Linked DNA regions of Mus musculus: region 1 is linked to region 2. Evidence: chromatin contacts called from public Hi-C data. All regions are on one chromosome and are shown on one strand. The core of a region is the stretch at or near the end of the contact, and the rest is flanking DNA. Distances in the headings are between cores, read along the strand shown. Region 1 overlaps Eea1 (early endosome antigen 1). Region 2 has its middle 21 kb from the start of Gm24433.

The links. A called contact is a pair of places that touch in the nucleus more often than the background predicts.
Region 1: a contact with region 2 is called in a Hi-C map of bone marrow-derived macrophages, with 35 read pairs. The contact joins two enhancer-like sites. A contact is called at or near these places in 1 of 39 promoter capture datasets (embryonic stem cells), 2 of 15 datasets of contacts at CTCF or cohesin (CD8 T cells and the NIH/3T3 cell line), 67 of 484 Hi-C or Micro-C datasets (B cells, the C10 cell line, CD8 T cells and 36 more), 4 of 115 datasets of contacts at active chromatin or transcription factors (embryonic fibroblasts, embryonic stem cells and extraembryonic endoderm stem cells) and 1 of 9 other capture datasets (embryonic stem cells).

Annotation. Positions count from the first base shown.
Region 1 is chr10:96,031,949-96,035,943 of GRCm38.p6, forward strand. The region is part of intron 22 of Eea1 (early endosome antigen 1); the gene reads left to right. Among named protein-coding and RNA genes, the nearest start is that of Eea1, 93 kb to the left of the region's middle. Within about 2 kb of position 1,888, at least 14 of the 459 cell types and tissues checked have an H3K27ac peak or open chromatin away from gene starts, as enhancers often do. A contact at or near this core is called in bone marrow-derived macrophages, where this site is marked.
Region 2 is chr10:95,917,169-95,921,258 of GRCm38.p6, forward strand. No RefSeq gene overlaps it. Among named protein-coding and RNA genes, the nearest start is that of Gm24433, 21 kb to the left of the region's middle. Within about 2 kb of position 1,878, at least 16 of the 459 cell types and tissues checked have an H3K27ac peak or open chromatin away from gene starts, as enhancers often do. A contact at or near this core is called in bone marrow-derived macrophages, where this site is marked.

The sequences.
Region 1 (3,995 bases), core at 638-3,137, 110 kb after region 2:
TTTGAAGCCTTCATTTGAGAGTACCTTTGGAGAGAGGCTGGTTATAAGCCAACTCTGGGAAATGCAAGTGCATTACTATGGTCAAGCTCTTAGTGCTATATTTTTGTCAGCTTTCTAATTTACAGGAATGCTTAATGATTAAAATCAGGCCAATTAAATATAGCCTTAATTAATAATACTGTATGGTCAAATAAGGTATCATGTTGATTAAAATGAAAGGTATAAATAACAAGGTAGCAAATTTTATACAACACTGGCATATCCTTTCTGTAAAGGAAAGCGAACATTGTGTTCCTACACACAGAGGACCAGCACCTTGCCTCTTTCCCCCAATATTTTGTCTCTGCCCCTGTCTCTCTTTCCTCCCCTCTCACCCCCCACCCTCTTGTCATGGTAATATATGCTATCTCCTTTTTTAAAGTGCACTACTGTAAAATTTATGTTTGTAAAATGTTGTATATATTTTGTGTTGTATTCATGGGCTCTTGTGGGCAACCAGGCCACTTAGATATGTGAGTAGATCCTGAACTATAGGTAGAATTTGGAAATACAGTCTTTACAAGGATGTCTGGTGATAGGAGGAACTGAACAGAGCCAACCAGGAGTGGAATTTATGTTTAAAAAATGGAGGCTCCAAATTGTTAAGTATACTAAATGCTTAGTGAAAAACAATTGGATTTTATATTTGAGATAAAAATAACAACAGCAACAAAGCGTACAACAGAGAGGAAAAATGAAATTTTAACCTGGACATCTTTAAAGAAGCTTAGATCGCTAGTAGGGATATTCAGTTAAGCATTCTCTCTCCTCTAGGAGATCTGCTTTCCTGTAGGACTGTGATTCCCATTAGCTGTGCAGGCACATGTGTGTGAGCTCACACAAATAAAAATCATTTAAATTAATTACAAAATACCTTTCTCCACAAATTCTGGTAACTGGGTGTGAGTTGGTTGAGAGGATAGAGTTAAGAGAATGGAAGGTGTAGAGGGCAGTTCCTAAGTTCTTAGCAGGCCCAGGGGAGGGCAAGGGATCAGTCCACACGGACACAGGAAACTGGGGGAAGCAAAGGAAAGCAACAGGAGGCAGGTTAGCCAGGGGGTGGGGTCCGGTGTGGAGGCAAGGGTGCTGGAGAGGTGGCTCAGTGGCTAAGGATACTTACTGTGTTTTCCAGAGGACCTAAGTTTGGTTCCCAGCACCCACATGGCAATTTACAACTGCCTGTACATAACTTCAGTTCCACGGGATCTGGTGCTCTCTCTGACTTCTGTGGGCTCCACGCGCATTTGATGTTAAGGCATACATACATACATACATACATACATACATACATACATACATAGGCAAAACATACATTCACATAAAAAATGAAAATAAATCTTTAAAAAAAGAAAAATTAGAACTGGTCATTTTATTACTGTTAAATTGCTTGTTTGTTTGTTTTTCAACAAGGCAGGGGAAGTTTGCAGAGAAGTTTGCATGTAAGCTGAAGGCAGTGAGGAGCCACTGAAGGGCTTCCATGTAATCTGCACAAATGAGAAAGCATAGGGCAGGCCTAGGGAGCGTTTCACAGCAGGCGCGATGGAGCCTCTGCTGTGACACTCCTTTGGCAGGTGAGGCAGGCCGGCTGACAGCAGAGCAGAACCGTGACTGGAAGAGCTGTTGGTTTACTCGAAGCCCTCCTTCTTTACTATTCACCAGATAACTATTTTTGTCAGCCTTTTTTCTCTTTTGCTTCAGTGAGCTGATCTCAAATGTGAGAGCGAAGGGAGACAAGAAAGCATTCTACAGCGTGACAGTTGCCTGTGTAAGGCTTTCTGTCATAGCTGTTGTAGCTGTCAGTGTATACCTCAGCCTTACAGTGTCTCCTCGGACACCAGTAGGGTTGACCAGACTGGCCTAGTCTGTGCCGTTAGCCCCATCTGCTGGATCATTTATGAAATAGTTTGCTCACTGGGTATTTCTGTTGGCTATAATCTATGCTATTATTTGTCCAGAAAAATAGAAGTGGAATTCACTATTCAATTCAAATTCATAATATAAATGTATTTCTGAAGTGAAGTGAAAATTGTGGGGTTATACAGAATTAAGCCTAACTCTTCTCATCCCAGTACTTTTATGCTATTTTATCAGACATCAGAAAAAGTAAGAGCTAATATAAAGGCTTTGTTTGAAAGGAGTATGGGAAGGCTTGTTTAATAAAAATAATTGGAACCACAGGGATTTTAGAATTTTATAATCGTGTCAGGGCTGGTAATTGATCTACTCAATGATTCGCCTATTGCCATGTGTGTGGCTAAGATAAAGATAGGAAAAGAGGTGGACCAGGGGAGCATCCCTGGTAAGCAGTGCTGAGTGAGCGAGGCATGCACAGTAGTACAGTTTGGGAGTGTGTAAGTAGATGTCCAAACACAGGGCACAGCATTGTCCCTTGACATTGTCATGAAGACTTCATCTGGTCTTTAAAGAACTAATAAATTAATGGACTTTGTACATTTAAAATTCTAGAGTCCATGCATTTAAAATCTTATAAAGCAGTAACACTTTGGTGGTTCTTACAGCATTTCTTAGGGGGTACTACTGCTTTCTTGGTTTTAGCAAGCCTGTTGAACCAGAACCTCTATTACACAATTATGGTTGCAGTAGATTTATACAGTAGTTTTTGAAACATGTTTATTTCAGTGCTGAGATCAAACTCAGGGTCTTATGCATGCCAGGCAAGTACTCAACACTAACCTATTACCACCCCCTCCCCCCACACACACCCAGGACAGTACATTTTATTGTTAAAAGAATTTTTTAAAAGTTATCTTGGTGACATCTAGGCCAGTTGCCATGTCACGCATTTTACAAAGGTCTTACATCGGTTTCTTGTGTATTTGGTGGTGCGCATTTGCTCAGCTGCCCTGTACAGTTTCTGCTGCACATGCCACTCTTCTGTGATAAGGACCATTTTATGCAGGGTACTGACTTAATACCGGCTGCCTGAGTAGCAGAGAACAAGTATGTGTTCTGTGCAGTCCTGACTGGCAGAGGTCCTTCCCTGGCTTGCATTACCTGGCTCCTTGTCAGGGGAAATGCGCCTGCAGTAAGAATTGGGGCCTCTCTTAGGTCTGCTGAACGAGTTCTCACTCCCTGCAGATCCTCAGCCTTCGTAGCTGATGGTGTCAGTTCCCTTTCCCTAGGACCATATCCCCAAATGTAACTAACAGGCAGAAACGTAGCCCTTTCCACTACTTCAGATCCTCAAATGTCTGAGCCTTAGAGCAGACAGTAACTATGATAGGAACTGACCCCACGTGTATTAGTCATCTTCCTCATTGTTGTGACAAAACATCTGACAGAAGCTCCTTGAAGAAGGAAGCGTTGTTTGTTTGTTTGTTGTTTACTCACAGTGAGAATACCATGTCTACCATGACTGGAAGCTGTGACAGTAGAGCTCAAGGCCACAGGTCACATGGTATCTGTAGAGACAGACCTGAGTGATCTGCCCTGCCTCCCTTCTGTTCCTTCATTCCAGGACCCCAGACCATGGAGTAGTGCAGTCCACATTTAGGGTGGGTCTCTCTGCCTGAATTATCCTAGTCTAGAAACTCCTTCACAACACAACCAAAGGTTGCTTCCATAGTCATTCAAAGTGTATTAGCATGACAGTGTTCACCACCACACAAGAGACTTAGAGCCGTCAGTAGCTATGATATTGACTTACATCACTTGTACCACTGAGACAGGAAGCTCAGAGGATGGGCCTATAGCTGGTCAGAATACAGAGTTGCATATAAGGCTAAATTTATTGAATGAATGATATTAACAGCTATGAAATATATCCTATAAGAAAACTCTGTCTTGTTTATCAAGGTGTTTACCAGGCCAGGGGACATTGATCCTAGAAAATGTGTGTACATATGTAACATTCAATTTTATTTCTTTTTAAATTGTTTTCTTTCATTTTTCCACTGATCTTTTCTCCAACCATATATGCATTCTCTAGATATATT
Region 2 (4,090 bases), core at 628-3,127:
TGAGGTGTTGAAGTTAGCATGAAAACCAATCTCCTTTTCCTCTCTTTCTCCCTTATCTCTCTTTTTCCATTTTCCTCTCCTTTCCTTCCTTCTGGCAAGACATAGTGTGAGCTTGAATCTCTTAATAGGGGCACATACTTTACATGTATCATCCTTGAATTCTGGCACATACAACGAGTCCTATTCAGTGTGATGCAAATGATTCGTGATCCCACATGCCTGGAAGAAGCAGGTTAAACAATTGTGGGTGTGTGTTTGTGTATATGTGTGGATATACATGCACATGCATGAATACATGCCTGTGTGCGGAGCATATGCATGCCACAGCATATGTGTGTAGAGGTCAGTTCTCACCTTGAACCTTGTTGAGAAAGGTCTTTCTTGTTTCTCCCTGGTGGTGTGCTCCTGGCTCCCTGGCCTGAGATGCTATAGGTCAGCTCTCCTGTTTCTGCCTCCTGCCTGACAGCATGAGCTCAGGGATTACAGATGCAGGTCATTGTATCTGTCCTTTCCCCATGAGTTCTGTTGTGCATCTACTTGAGGTTTAATTAAGACCTAGAAGCATCTATAGAGTTTAAGCTGTTGGCCTTTTACTGGGGGTAGTCTCCGCTAGCTACTAACTTACCCTGACTTCTCTGCCATGCCGTCTCTCTATGTGGTTCTCGCTGCCTGCTTCTAATTCCTTCCATCTCTCTTCTACCCCGTTCCTCATCTCCCTGAGTCTGCCAGCGTCTATCTATGCCTGCCCAGAAGTCCTGCTCCAGTTCTTCCTGACCTACCTCAGGCAGTCAGCTTTTTATTTTATAAAATTCCATACTTCAGTCTGAGCCAATCTGCAGTAAGACCACTCCTGATCCATTTCTTTGGGTTGACCTTCATGGCAGCACCTTTCTTTTTAATATGATAACCTCAGAGAATCAACTTTTGGTCAGGGGATAAAGGACAAGGATTTACATATAGAAAGCTGGTGATGGTCTATAGAAATGACAGTAGAAATACCAAGATCCTGCCAGCACTGTGCTCTCTGCAGGGCCCAACAATTAACAATTGAAAATACAGAGACACACCTTTACACAGGTGAGGAAATGTCCCAACAGCATTCCAGAGATTAAACTCAGTTCCCCAGCCTGCACTGCAAGTGCTTTTATCTGTGGAGCAATCTCACTGGCCCACATTTGATTTTAGTTTTATGTTTATAAATATTTTGCTTGAAGGTATGTCTGTGTACCATGCAATTGCTGGATGTCTACGGAAGGTGTTAGATCACCTGCAGTTATGGATAGTTGTGAATCACCTAGTGGGTACTAAGAACTTGGGTCCTCTGCAAGAGCAGCAAATATTCTAAAGCACAGAGCCAAACAACCCTCCAACCCCCCAATGCTCCGTGTATTTTTACATTCTTTCCTTGGGCCCAATTTGCTGTAGTAAATCAACCCCTCACCCTCCCTCTCCCCCCCCTCTTCCCCCTCCCCCTCTCCCTCCTGTTTCATCACTCATAGTTCTTAGTTTATTGTTTCTTCCCACTCTGGCTGAGAACAACATAGAAATGTTTCCTGCCAATTCTTCAGTAGGTCCTCAGACCTTGTCATTTCCTTACCCTGGGTTTCCTTAAGGCCCCAGCAGGCAGATCTTTAATCGGTAACTGGAGTTAAAGCCAATAATTACAGAACACACACAGACCTTAACATATCAATTACAGGTCTTTTAGGTTGTAGGCAATAAAACACAGCAATAAACAAATTTGCAGTCCTATGATGCACAGATCTGGAATGTTAAAGAACGCAGCAGTCCCCTTGTTTCCTTGGCATTTGTAAGGAATTAGTTGCTGTGTCAACATGGCCTGCTTCCTCATCTTCTGCTGTTTGGGGAAATGTTTTGAATTTCTTGCTTCTGTTGATGGTCGAATTTGCTCTGCCAGGCAGGCCTGCCTGAGGAAGAGCAGTAGGTGAGAGCACTGCACTGGCTAAAACTCCCATGGAGTTTTTCTAAGCGCTTTACTTGAAAGCAAACTGGGAAATCAAATCCTGTCTACTTTTTCAGATTGTGCCGTGAAGTGAGGACCATTTTTGTTTGGTTTGCCATTACATTTCTGTGTTGCTGGGAGTAGAACACAGGGCTTTGCCCATGCCAGGTAATCATTTGACTTCCCAGCTATTATATCCCTACACCCAGGTCTCGCTAGACTTATATGGATATAGTTTAGAATTTTCCTGTTGCTCAAGAATTTAGAATCCTTCTCTGATCATAACAACAACACAGAAGAACTAGCTCATGGTGGTATGTGCTTGTTTATAAGTGGATATTAGCTGTAAAGTAAAGACAAACATGCTTCAGTTCATAGACCCAAGGGTGGCGCCGGGGCACAAACATCTCCCCGAGAAGGGGAAATAGATTTTGCACGTGGTGTGGGGATGGGTGGGGTTGAGAAGGAGGGATCAGGTGTGTGGGGGAAGAGAGTGAAAATACTGGGAGAAATGAGAGTGGAATTGGGGGACTTTAGGGGACAAGGGGTAAAGTTGGTACCATGGAAACTCCATGGAATCTACAAGAGTAACCTTAACAAAGACCCCTAGTGATGGGGAACATGAGGCCTGAACCAGCCATTTTATGTAACCAGACAAGATCTCAAGTGGAGGGGTTGGGACACCAACCCAGCCATAAAAACCTTTGATCTACAGTCTGTCCTGCCCGCAGAGTGTGCTGCGACTGGAGCCTAACAAGACTGTCATCAAAGAGACCGGAGAGACTTCATCCAGCAATGGATGTGAGCAGATGCAGAGTCCCAGAGCCAAACATGAAGCTGATTGTGAAGAGTGCTTCAGAGGAGAGGGAGAAGGATGGGAGGAACCAGAGGGGTCAGGGACACCATGAGGACATGGCTGACAGAATTAGCTGACCCAGACTCATGGAAATTTGCAGAGATCAGAGAGTGTGTAGGGATCTGACCGAGGTCCACTGCATATATGTTATGGTTGGATAGCTTGGTGTTCTTGTGGAAATCCTAACAGTGGAAATAGGGCTGTCTCTGACTCTATTCTACTTGTGGGACCCTTCTCCTCCTACTGGGTTGCCTTGTCCAGGTTTGATGGTATGTGCTGGGTGTTTTTGTATCTTACTATGCCGTGTTTCCTGGGAGGTCTTCTCTGAAAGGAGGCAGAGTTGGGGTGAATCTGGGGGAGAAGTGAGGCAAGGATGAGGGAAGAGTAAAATGTAAGGGGAGGGGAAGGAAAGGAAACTGTGGTTGAGATGTAATATATGAGAGAAGGAAGAAAGAAAGAGAGAGAGAGAGAGAGAGAGAGAGAGAGAGAGAGAGAGAGAGAGAGAGAGAGAGAAAGGAAGAAAGAAAGAAAGGAAAAGGAAGGAAGGAAGGAAGGAAGGAAGGAAGGAAGGAAGGAAGGAAGGAAGGACACAGGTTGAGGAAGCCATGATAAGGAAGCCAGTAAGCAGCACCCCTCCATGGGTCATCTGCCTCATCTTCTGTCTTCAGGTTTGAGTTCCTGTCCTGGACTTCCTTTGGTGATAAACTATGTTGTCGAAGTGTGAGACAAATAAATGCTCCTCCCCAAAAGAATTAGCCTATGTTTCAAAGAGGGTCTTCTAACATAGATCTTGTTATAACACAAAGAGGGGCTCTCAACATATGCCCAGGTCTCAGTGGCTCTCAACCTTCCGAGTGCTGGGACCCTTTAATACAGTTCATGTTGTGGTGGCCTCAACCATAAAATTATTTTTGTTGATACTCCATAACTGTAATTTTGCTATTATTATGAATTATAATGTAAATATCTGATATGCAGACTGTATTAGGACGTCTCTGTGAAAGGGTTGTTTGACCCCTGTCTTAGTCAGGGTTTCTATTCCTGCACAAACATCATGACCAAGAAGCAAGTTGGGGAGGAAAGGGTTTATTCGGCTTACACTTCCATGCTGCTGTTCATCACCAAAGGAAGTCAGGACTGGAACTCAAGCAGGGCAGGGATCAGGAGCTGATGCAGAGGCCATGGAGGGATATTCTTTACTGGCTTGCCTCTCCTGGCTTGCTCAGCCTGCTCTCTTATAAAACCCAAGACTACCAGCCCAGAGAGGGTCC